2 separate regions of the Pan troglodytes genome follow, and region 2 is linked to region 1. Evidence: chromatin contacts called from public Hi-C data. All regions are on one chromosome and are shown on one strand. The core of a region is the stretch at or near the end of the contact, and the rest is flanking DNA. Distances in the headings are between cores, read along the strand shown. Region 1 holds the start of CHMP6 (charged multivesicular body protein 6). Region 2 holds the start of TEPSIN (TEPSIN adaptor related protein complex 4 accessory protein).

Region 1 (5,512 bases), core at 2,160-4,659:
CCCAAGCCAGCACAGCCACTTCCTGTTGCCTACAATTAGCATCAGATCTTAGGGATCCGGGACAGCGTGACACAGGAGACAACAGCTCATGCTGGGACTTGGGAATTTTTTCTGTAAGAGAACAAACAGCACCCAGGCGCGGTGGCTCACGCTTGTAATCTCAGCACTTTGGGAGGCCGAGGTGGGTGGATTACCTGAGGTCAGGAGTTTGTGATCAGCCTGGTCAACATGGTGAAACTCCATCTCTACCAAAAATACAAAAAAAAAATTAGCTGGGCGCGGTGGCAGGTGCCTGTAATCCCAGCTACTCAGGAGGCTGAGGCAGGAGAATCGCTTGAACCTGGGAGGCAGAGGCTGCAGTGAGCTGAGATCACACCACTGCACTCCAGCCTGGGTGACAAAGTGAGACTCTGTCTCAAAAAAAATAAAAATAAAAAATCAAACAGTAAATATCAGGCTCCGTGAGCCACATACGGCCTCTGGCCACCTTGCTCTTGCTCTTCTCCTTCTCCCTCCTCCGTTCCTCCTCCTTTTCGGTGTTATTGTGTGTGTGTGTGTGTGTGTGTGTGTGTGTTTTACAATCCTTAAGAAATGTAAAATCCACTCTTAACTCAAAGGCTGTACAAAAAAATAGATTCCAGGCCGGATGTGGCCCGCAGGCTGTAGTTTGGCAAACCCTGGCTTACATGCTACAAGATTTCAGAGATATTTCAGATAGATATCGTGGGGAACCTGGGGAGAACCTGCGGGAGTGGATTCCGGGGGTTGGACCGGGAACGCCGAATTGGAACGCTAGAGGGGGCTGAAGTCCCTGATCTGGGGGCCTTGATCGCTCTGCCGGGTCTGCAGCTGCAGCCACAGCTAAGAGCTCCCTCGCGCGACGGCTGAAGCTCAGACCCAGAGGCCCGCAGGTCAGGAACCCAAGACCCCAGACCCTCCATGGCCTGCTGTGGAGGAGAGAATCCGAAGGTCCACGGACAGGCAGTCTGTGAGTGTGACCTGCACGCCCACACCCAGCCACGCCCTGCAGGCTCAGAAACACCACCTTCCCGGACGTGAGGAACACCCGGGCGAGGGGAGCCCCTGCACCCTGAAAAGTCCTGCTACTGCTCTCCTTCATAGGCCAAGTGTGACCGCGGGGAGAGGGGTGCCCCGGCGGAGATGCGCTCCTTGATCTCCATGGGGTGACACATCCCAGAGCAGCAGCAGGACAGGGGGCATCCGCCGCCGTCAAGTCCCACGCGGGCTGTGTGGGCCAGCGGCGGCAGAAGGAACTGGCGCTCGGGATGCCGTGGCCTGCAGGGTCCTCCGGCGAATCACAGTGCCCAGGGTGAAACAAAGGGTTGGCAGACCAGAGTGCCGTTTGTCTTACACAACAGAAACAAAACTCTGGGTCTGGTGGCCAAACCTGACTTGAGTCACCACAGTGGACAGCCACGGCCTCTCACCTGTTTCCAGGCTGAGCCAATTCACAGACCTGGAGCCCTTGAGTGGGGGGCCAGGTTCCTTGAGGGAGACCCCTGAAGCATTGCTGTAAGGAATACAGCAGCAAAGCCACGGGAAGAGTCCCCCAAAGGGACCTGTACCTGTTTACCAAAGTAAATGTGTAACAGAGGGAGGGAAATACTCAAGCGTCTCAGGAATGACAAGACACTGGCATCAGATGGATTCCAATTTCTTTTCTTTTTCTTTTTCTTTTTTTTTTGGAGACAGAGTATCGCACTATCGCCCAGGCTGGAGTGCAGTGGTGTGATCTCAGCTCACTGCAACCTCCACCTCCCAAGTTCAAGCGATTCTCCTGCCTCAGCCTCCCAAGAAGCTGCGATTACAGGTGCATGCCACCATGCCCCACTAACTTTTGTAGTTTTGTAGAGACACAGTCCACTATGTCAGGCCAGGCTGATGTCGAACTCCTGACCTCAGGTGATCCACCCACCTCAGCCTCCCAAAGTGCTGGGATTACAGGCGTGAGCCACCACGCCTGGCCAGACGGAGTCTGCTAGAGTCTCGGGGATTTTATACGGACAGGATGGGGGCGTGGCAGGCCAGGGTGGTCTTTGGAAATGCAACATTTGGGCAGGAAAACAAAAATCCCTGTCCTCACCTAGGTTTGTGGGCACAGGCAGTGGGGGGATCCCTAGCCAAGGATCACGCCTTCCTCTACCCAGCTCTTCCTTCCCCCTTCATGAGGAGCAGGGAGTAGCAAGTCTTTTTTTTTTTTTTCCTCAACGTCCCCATGGACACCAAGGAAAAAAGTACTTCAGATGTCTTAGTGAGACAAATCAGAGGATGGGAGATGAACCCCACAAAAATTCAGGGGCCCCCTCACCTCAGTGAAGGTTCTGGAGTCCAAAGGTTTGGAACAGGTGATAATTATTCTCCTTTCGATGTTATTTGTTATATTTTTTGTAGAGACGGGGGTCTTGCTATGTTGCCAGGCTGGTCTTGAACTCCTGGCCTCAAGCCATCCTCAGCTGAGTGCTTTTCTTTGACACTTAGTGAATGCTCAGGAACCACAGTCAGGATACTCAGGCGGGAACCGGGGTGGCTTCTCCCTTTTACCCTTTATCCCCATTCATGTGTTTCTTAGCACCCCAGGGAAGAATGCTTCTGTGGGGGACGCAGCCACAATTCCTTGGAAGGAGAAGCTGAGCCCAGCCATGCTGGTCTCCTCCTGGCACTGATCTACAGACGGGGAGCAGCGCAGTGGAAGAGGGAAGATCCCAGGGCTGAAGGGCTGGGTGGAGGGCGCTGCTGGTTGCATTTCAGGGAACACTTTAAAATGCAAAGCGGGCCGGGCGCGGCGGCTCACGCCTGTCATCCCAGCACTTTGGGAGCCCGAGGTGGGTGGATCAGAAGGTCAGGAGCTCAAGGCCAGCCTGGCCAATATGGTGAAACCCCGTCTCTACTAACAAAAATTAGCCGGGCGTGGCAGCAGGCACCTGTAGTCCCAGCTACTCAGGAGGCTGAAGCAGGAAAATCACTTGAACCCGGGAGGCAGAGTTTGTAGTGAGCCGAGATAGTGCCCCTGCACTCCACCCTGGGCGACAGAGCAGGACTTCATCAAAAAAAAAAAAAAAGTGCAAAACGTTGGATATCACATCATTAATGCGGCATTTTGTGTTCAGAGCCAGTGGGACAGTGATTCCTGCACAAGATTCCTGAAAGCCTGGGGAGACTGAATTATGTTAATCTAAAAGGATCCCATCTAATTAGGAGATAAGAAATTTTTGCCTTCACCTGCACAGGAAGGGTGCACGGAAACACGTTATTTAGAACATCCCGGGCCCGAACATCGCGGGGCCTAACATCCAGGTATCCGTGCCACTTCTCTGTACCAGTCCAAGGAGGCCGCGGTGTTCGCGGCGGTCGCCGAGACCGGCGGGCTGTGGTTTCGAACCCGCGGCAACGGCGCGCGGCCGGAGGAGGCGCTCGGGCTTCGCGTTCCGCGGCGCCTGGCCCGGCGCGGCCGCCGTAGCGGGAGGACCCGAGCTACGGTAGCCGTGGGGCGGGGGTGGCGATTGGACTTGGTGGGTCCCGGGCCAGGGGCGGGCGCCGCCATGGGCAACCTGTTCGGCCGCAAGAAGCAGAGCCGCGTCACGGAGCAGGACAAGGCCATCCTGGTGAGGGCCCGGGCCCGGGGTCAGGGCTGGGGCCGGGACAGGCGACGGGGCCGGGGCGGGCGGCGGGGCCGGAAGAGCCCCGCGCCCTCGGCCCCCCGCGTTCGGATGGGGAAACTGAGGCGCAGCGCGCAGCCGGGCCCCTCGGTCTCTCCGCCCTGCGTCCCTCCTCCCCCGCGGGGCCTCGGGCCGGGGTCTCCTGCGCGGCGCCGTGGCTGCCGACTTCCCCCGGGCCCGCGCGTCCGCCTCTGCGACCTCCGCCGGGGTGGGCGCGGCTGGTGACTGCGGGATTCGACGCCGGCGTTCGGGGCTCGGCCACAGCCTGGCGGCCTGTCCGTGGGGTCCGCGCGGCGCTGGGCTTTCCCTGGCTCTGGGCCCGCGGGAGCAGGTCCCGGCCCCGGGGGTCCCGGCTCTCCCGGAGTCGCTGCCCCCGCCCCCGTCCCGCGGCTCATTTGCCTCCTGGTGCCCTGGGTCGGAGCCCCAGCGGTGCTGCCGGCTTCGCGAGGCAGCGCGGAGCATCCCCTCTCCCTCACCCCATCCAGGCCAGGACTGGAAGGAAATCTGCCCTGGTCCGAGGAGCGGCCGACAGGTGCGCCGAACGCCTGCCGGGGTCCTGCCGGGTTTCCGCAGCGCCTGGGTGCAGGACCACCGTGTTTGGCGCGTTTGTTTGCGGCGACTCCAGACTGACTCCGGGGCACAGCCGGGCCGGTGGTGGTGCCTTTTCCCATGTGAAAGTTAGCTTCTGTAGGAGGAGGAATCGCCTGGCATGTCAGGGACACGGCGGGTTAAGAATAGTCCATTTTTGTAACGAGATAAACGTGTCACGAAAGAGACCCCGAAATGGAAGCAGGGCTAGCTTTTTCGGATGCTTTCTTTTCTAAATTTTGTGCAATAGAAATAGGTTAATTTTATACTAAAAGAGAAGCGAATGTAAATGAAAGAGGGAATCTTACGTTGGCATCTGAGTCCATAAGCTGTGAAAAGAAACAACGGGCACATTTGTCCCTAGAGAAGATGGGCACAGCGCTGGGCACCGTCCCGAGCTGTCTGCAGACAGCTGGGCCCAGCCTCCATCGTCCACCTTCCACCTACCCTGGCAGCCCCAAGGCACTCCCTCCCCTCTCTTTAAGGACTCAGTTCCGGTTTCTCTTCAAGCACAGCTTTCCACTTGCCAAGGGTCACTGTGGGATCTCGGCTGTGCAGACCCGTGTTCCAGGCTGCCGTAGGTCTCCCGGGGATTTCGGGTGCTTGGGAACAGCATCCTTAGCACACACTAGCACAAATGATTGCTTTTTTTTTTTTCTGTTTTTCTAGGATAACAGGTGTTCCCCACGTGGCCTGTGACCCTCCACTGAGACCTTGTTTTACAGGGGGGCAGCCTGGCCACACCTGCCTGCCTTTGGCCCCTGGGTCTCCCCAGCAGTGGGGCTGGGCAGGGGGCACCTTTCACTGTAGCAACGAGAGGACCCACAGGCCTTGGCACTGCGAAGGGGAGACTCCGTGGGTGGAGGGAGCACTGGCTTCCCATGCAGAGTCTTAAAGAGGCACACAGGCCCTGCTGAGCTAATTCTCCTCAGCCTCCTGCCTTAAGGCCATAATCCCTGTGCCTGCACGGGCTCAGCATTGTCTGAAGTGATGACGTTTGGAAAACTTAAGGGCCTGATAGGGCAGGACTGGCTGAAGTTCCTCAGTGGCCGAGTGCCCTCTCTGGGACGGCACACAGATGAGAGGTGGTCAGCGGGGCCGAGTGGGTGTCCCTGCAGCCGGATGGTTGGCAAAGGGGCAGGGAAGCCACAGGCATCTCATGCGGCTGAAGCGCAAGGAGAGAAGCCGGGGAGATGTCTGAGCCCTGTCCTGGCCGTGTGGCTGGTGGCACTTGGGTACTCGCCACC
Region 2 (5,512 bases), core at 1,452-3,951, 250 kb after region 1:
GCCTCGGGCCTGACCCTTGACCACCCAGGGGCTCACCTTGAGCTTCCCGTGGCCGGAGCTGCTGTGCAGGCGGCTCAGGAGGTACTCCAGCAGGCACTGGCTGCTGCCCGGAGATTCGTGGGAGATTTCTGCGGCACGCTCGGGTTAGGGAAGGGCGAGATGATGAGGGCTGCGCCAGGCCGCAGGGAGACCAGGCCATGGGGCCTCTCAGTTCACGCTCCCTGGAGGCGCCTACTGGAGGCTCTGCCATCAGGAGCACCTGGGCTTCTAGGGTCCCCTGTGTCATCAGTATTGCAGCCTTCAGACCCCACCCACGCCTGGTTACAATAATAAAGGAGCCGTGCATCCCCCTAGGGACAGCAGAATCCCCAGGAACCCTTTGCACCACTCTGGGACCCTGCCATCCGCTCTTTCCACTACACGGGGACATCGAGGAAGGATACTAGCAATCTCTTCAAACAGGTAGCCCGGACACGGGACATCATCATCGGACGTCCCCTTCAGGAGAATCGGGAGCTGAAAGGGAACAAGAGCCCCTACCATGATGAGGTGCCATTTCCCACAGGGGTGAATCCGCAGCCCCCCAAAGGGGATGGAAACGACCCACCTCTCACTGTTGACATGGCCAGAGAGAGGACTGGGAAGGGATGAGAACTGTGCTACTGGCCACAGGGAGGCTGCAGCAGGGTCCTCTCTCAACAGTCAGGGATGAACAGCCTCAGAGAAGAGGCAAATCAATGGTGGTTCTCCACGGAGGAGCTGCGCCACTTGGGTTAAGAAGGGACACAGCCCCCAGCCTCCCTGCACTTACCAGCACGTAAGGCTATTTGAAGGTACCTCTCCTATACCTACCTACTGACTAGCAAAGCCAAACAAGGCCCAGGCAAGCCCCTTTTCCACACAGGGGACTATGAATCGTTCCACCTCCCCAGAGGCCGGATTGGCAGAGTGACAGCCGCTCAGCCTGGCTAGCTCCATCGCTCCCCGAGAACCGACTGATGTCGTGTGTTTTACGTTCGCTTAGCGCAGACGTACTTATTTGTTTCATGCTTACTTACTGGCACAAAGATGTACGGTTTATAGGGATGAAAACTGGAACCACCCATTCTTGCATTGTTCAGTATCAGGACAGAATAGAGTTCAAGAGTATTTAAGAGGACAAGCATGGGACCCACCGCGTGAGGTGCCGAAGCCTTTCAGTCGGAAGGGCCGAGATCTAGTGACAACATACGAAAACGTGGACCTGAAGTGTTTCCCGAGGCTGTGGACACGCATCACTGACACTATTTGCCCACCAAGCCCTAAGGGGAGCTACTGAGGTTTGCAGGTGACAGCTGACAACTGCAGAACGCAGCACAGAACGACTATGTCGAAACCTTGCACTGAGAGCCTTGACCAACCCTAGCGTGGCTTCTGGCAGCCCAAGGTCACGCCCTGGGACCACCCAGCCCCCTCTGAGGTCCAGCCCAGGAAAGCTCAGGGCTGACAAAAGAGGGCAGTTTGCTCAGGACGACACCTGGGAACTCGCCCCGGCCTCTACTTCTCAGAGGGTTTACTAAGAGGGGCTTACAATGGTGCGTCCTTCTCTGTCCCTTCGAGATGTCTGTGTTCTCTGCAACCCAGGGGTGCCTCTCCAGGACCGGAGTCCTCTGAAACGCCACCGTCAGGGAGGACGGCGGGCTGCCAGCCCATCTGGGCGCCAGCAGCACGGACACAGCGGCTCCACGTCCACCGGGTCCGCCGCTCCTTCCCTCCCGTCGGAGGCCACTGAATGCTGGCCGAGGCCTGTTCGTTCCCCCAGGGTCTGGCTGTGCCCATCGCCCTTGCGCTCGGCGGGTCCGGCTTGGAAGGCCCGGCTTGGAAGGCCCGGCTTGGAAGGCCCGGCTTGGAAGGCCCTGGGACGGCGCGGCGGGCGGGCAGGCAGCTCAGGGGCGTCGGCGCGGGCGAAGGGGCCAGGAGCAGCTACCCGGCGCGGAGACGCAAGGTCAATGGCTCCAGCCTGGGGCGAGTCCGGGGAATGCGGCGCTCGAGAGGAGCCGTGGGACCGGGGCCCGGGCGGACCGCCCTCACTCACCCGGTGTAGAAAGCTCAGGCGGTCCCGTAGCGGCGGCGCGGCAGCCATGATCCAGGTCCCCTCCCGGTCTGCCCCGCTTCCGCCAGGCCCGGGCCCTCCAATCACTGCGCGGGTCTGGGTCCGCCGACCAATCCCTCACGGTAGGGCGGGCCCTGAGGTTGGCTTCGTAAACAATTGGAGCCTAGGCCAATCCGAAGTCCCAGAGCACAGACAGACTAGGACAAGAGCCAATTGCAGGGGCTCGAGGCCAGGCAAAGCCTGGCCAATTAAGAAGTTCAGGAAAGGTTATGGGCGGAAGCGCCGACCTATCAAACTGTTTGACACCGGAAGAGGACGGACCTAAGATGGCGGCCTCCAGGGGGCTGGGAATAGCCGCTCATGTCGGCTAACGGAGTGGTGTGGGGCCGCGTGCGAAGCCGCCTCCGCGCCTTCCCCGAGCGGCTGGCCGCCTGCGGGGCCGAGGTGAGGAGCCGCGGGCGGGCCAGTGCTGCGGGGCAGGAGGAGCCGCGCGGGGAGGTGACTGGGAGGGAGGGCGGTGACGGGGTCAGGGGACCCCACGACCCACGCCCGTCCTTTCCGCAGGCCGCGGCGTACGGCAGGTGCGTGCAGGCCTCCACGGCCCCGGGCGGCCGCCTGAGTAAGGACTTTTGCGCGCGGGAGTTCGAGGCCCTGCGGAGCTGCTTCGCCGCCGCGGTAGGTGGGCGCGGGCCCCTTCCCCCCTTCCCAGCCCTTCCCCTCCAAGAGCCAGCGGGCCCCGGCTTTCCTTTGCTTTCCCGTTGGTTCAAGGTTTGAGCGCCTGCCGCGTGCTTTAGACGCCGGCTGACAAAATCACCGAGCCATCGACGAGCCCGCGAAACCTCGGCCGTCCTGGGCTTGTCCCTGCATGTTTGTAAAGCGGGACTGGCACCAACCTCAGAAAGGATGGGAGATGTGTGCAAAAAAGCGCCTTGTAAAACGCGTAAGCTTTCGTGTTAGCACTGCCGCCGAGGGGTGTCATGCCAGGATTGACCCAACACAGGACTCCCGGAAAGTGCCCAGCACCTTCCGGGTCTTCACCTCCCTGGCACTTGCAGCCCCTGTGCACCTGCGGTGGTGGATTCCTTCAGCACGTGTCCTGCCGGGAACCCCCAGCCACCCTCACAACTGGCACGATAGGGCTTCTTGCCCGTGGGGCTTTAAGTCATTCTGAGGCTGGTTCCCTAAGAGTCAGCCGCACCGGGTACCACCTCAGTGTATCTGGGTAGGCCTTGATGCCAGTGCTGACTCTGTTTACTGGGAGCTGTTAATCCGGAGATTTGGACCAGAGAAAGGGTATTTGAACAAGAGCTCCACGGCCTTCATCCCTACCCGGCCCCAGCAGCCTTGGATCCAGGGGTGGGTGACTCATCAGAAGTTGCACTTTTTGCTGGGTATGGTGACGCGTGCCTGTAATCCTACCACTTTGGGAGGCTGAGGCGGGTGAATTGCTTAGGCCTAGAAGTTTGAGACCAGCCTGGGCAACATATGGAGACCCCGTCTCTACAAAAAAAAAAAAAAGAAAGAAAGAAAGAAAAAAAAATTAGCCAGGCATGGTGGTGTAGTCCCAGTTACTTGGGAGGCTGAGGTGGGATGATCACTTGAACCTGGGAGGTGGAGGTTGCAGTGAGCCGAGATCACGCTGCTGTACTCCAGCCTAGGCGACAAAGTGAGACTGCATCTCAAAAAAAAAAAGGGGGGGGGGGGGCTCCTGCCTTCCCTTTATGAGAGCTTGAGACCAAATGTGGCATCTCGTGGGGGCTCAGAGGAGGGGGCAGCAGTGAGTTCTGTGATGGTGTCATGAGGCCCTTGTCCCGTGGACAAGTGACCCAGAGAACCTGCCCATGGGGCCCCAGGCTCCAACCAGTCGAGCCCCCACCACATGCCAGCACCCAAGTTCTCTGTAAGGTATTTGGTAGAACACCACGTGTGGTGTGGTAGCTTGCTTTTGAGGCATATCTAACTTGGAAGCAAGCCATTCAGACAAAACACTTTATCTTGCAGGCCAAGAAGACGCTGGAGGGAGGCTGTTAGGAGGGACTCTGAGCTTCACACCTGTCTGCTGCCATGGGTGCAGAGCCCTAGTCCTGATGGCCCCTGGTGGCACATATCGAATGCCTAGGGCAGAAAGGAAGTGGGAATGGCGAAGATGTGACGTTCCTCGGTGTTAGATCCTGTTTTTTCTTAACAAGTTGAGGCGTGGGTAGAGCAGGAATTGGTTTTCCAGCATTGTGTCCGTAAACCTGAGTTAGAATAAGATGTAACGGAAGCCACGATAAAGACTCGGTCAAATCCTGCAGCCTGGGGCTTACTGTGTGCAGACTGCAACATGTGGGTCTTGGCCTCTCTGAGATGGAATGGGGCCCAGAGGCTTTCCCCCAAAGCTGGCAGGGCTGGGACTTGGGGACACCCTGCCTCAAGGTCCCCGTTTTAAAACACTCTCACTAAGGTATTTAATGTGAATCTGGTGAAGCCTGCAGACCTTGCTGTGGGTATACAGCACACACCAAAGACAAGGACGTCAGCACCACGAGGGGACACTCCATGGGGCAGGGTCCTCGCAGGTGGCTTTCCTGGACACGGGGCAGGGCGGAGGCTCTTCACAAAAGGGCCTGAGTCTCCGAGAGGGGCCTGCGTAGAGCACCAGCAGCCAGTGCCCCTCCTGTGTGGGGTTGGTCGCCCCCTCAGCAGCCCAGGTACTTCACCGATGGCGCCTGCCCTCTCGTTCCCCCTCCCTATCACATCACTTGACCTAAAACTAAGGTGAGAAGGGCCACATCCTGACTCCGCCCGGGCACTTGTTGATGGTGAGACCCCGGAGTCCATGGGGCCTGAGCGCCACCTGCAGGGCGTGGCGGGGACTGCTTTGAGAGCCCCCCTGCTCCGGGGTGCAGAGGCTGCACTTTCCTGGGGCTGCAGCCTGCACCTGCCCCCAGGCCCGTGCTAGCGGCTGACCCCGTGGGCTGAGGTCTGTTCCTCCATGTTTCCTCCTCCAGATGCTACCCCAGAATTAACCTGGTTTCCCCTAAGGGTCTGATCTGGGTGGTGGGTCTGCAGGAGCCAGACCAGAGTGCTGGATTTTGTCCCAAGGGCCAGGATAGTGTCACATCTTGGGAACCACGGAAATCCAGACCAGACTCCTGGGGTCAAGCCACCGCAGTCCATCCCTGTGCATGCCAGACTCAGATGCCCTGCGCTGGCACAAACCACCCGACCCGCCTCCCCAGCGTGCAGGGCCGGCTGCCCCCCACCCCTGCCTTCCTCCTACTTGTGCCCAGCACTCATCCATGAGCGAGCCTCAGTGCGCAGACGTCCTTTTCTTAGCCCTGTCACGCCCTCTCCTCTGTTCTCTGGCAGCTCATTGGCAGAGCTTCCTGCATCTTCTCCCTCCAAATCCAGCCTCCCATCCCACCCACAGACCTG

Evidence for each region. Hi-C and Micro-C count contacts between places; a contact is called where the count stands out from the background.
Region 2: a contact with region 1 is called in a Hi-C map of stem cell-derived neural progenitor cells, with 7 times the contacts expected there. The contact joins the promoter of TEPSIN here to the promoter of CHMP6 in region 1. A contact is called at or near these places in 1 of 7 Hi-C or Micro-C datasets (stem cell-derived neural progenitor cells) and 1 of 1 datasets of contacts at active chromatin or transcription factors (stem cell-derived excitatory neurons).

Annotation. Positions count from the first base shown.
Region 1 is chr19:94,381,295-94,386,806 of NHGRI_mPanTro3-v2.0_pri, forward strand. CHMP6 (charged multivesicular body protein 6) reads left to right here and starts at 3,410. Exons shown (of 8, transcript XM_016930992.4): 1 at 3,410-3,623. The coding sequence starts at 3,561.
Region 2 is chr19:94,632,966-94,638,477 of NHGRI_mPanTro3-v2.0_pri, forward strand. TEPSIN (TEPSIN adaptor related protein complex 4 accessory protein) reads right to left here and starts at 2,702. Exons shown (of 13, transcript XM_016933144.3): 1 at 2,075-2,702; 2 at 444-516; 3 at 37-128. The coding sequence starts at 2,122. NDUFAF8 (NADH:ubiquinone oxidoreductase complex assembly factor 8) reads left to right here and starts at 2,382. Exons shown (of 3, transcript XM_016933153.3): 1 at 2,382-2,536; 2 at 2,657-2,771; 3 at 4,094-4,388. The coding sequence starts at 2,453. The coding sequence ends at 4,260.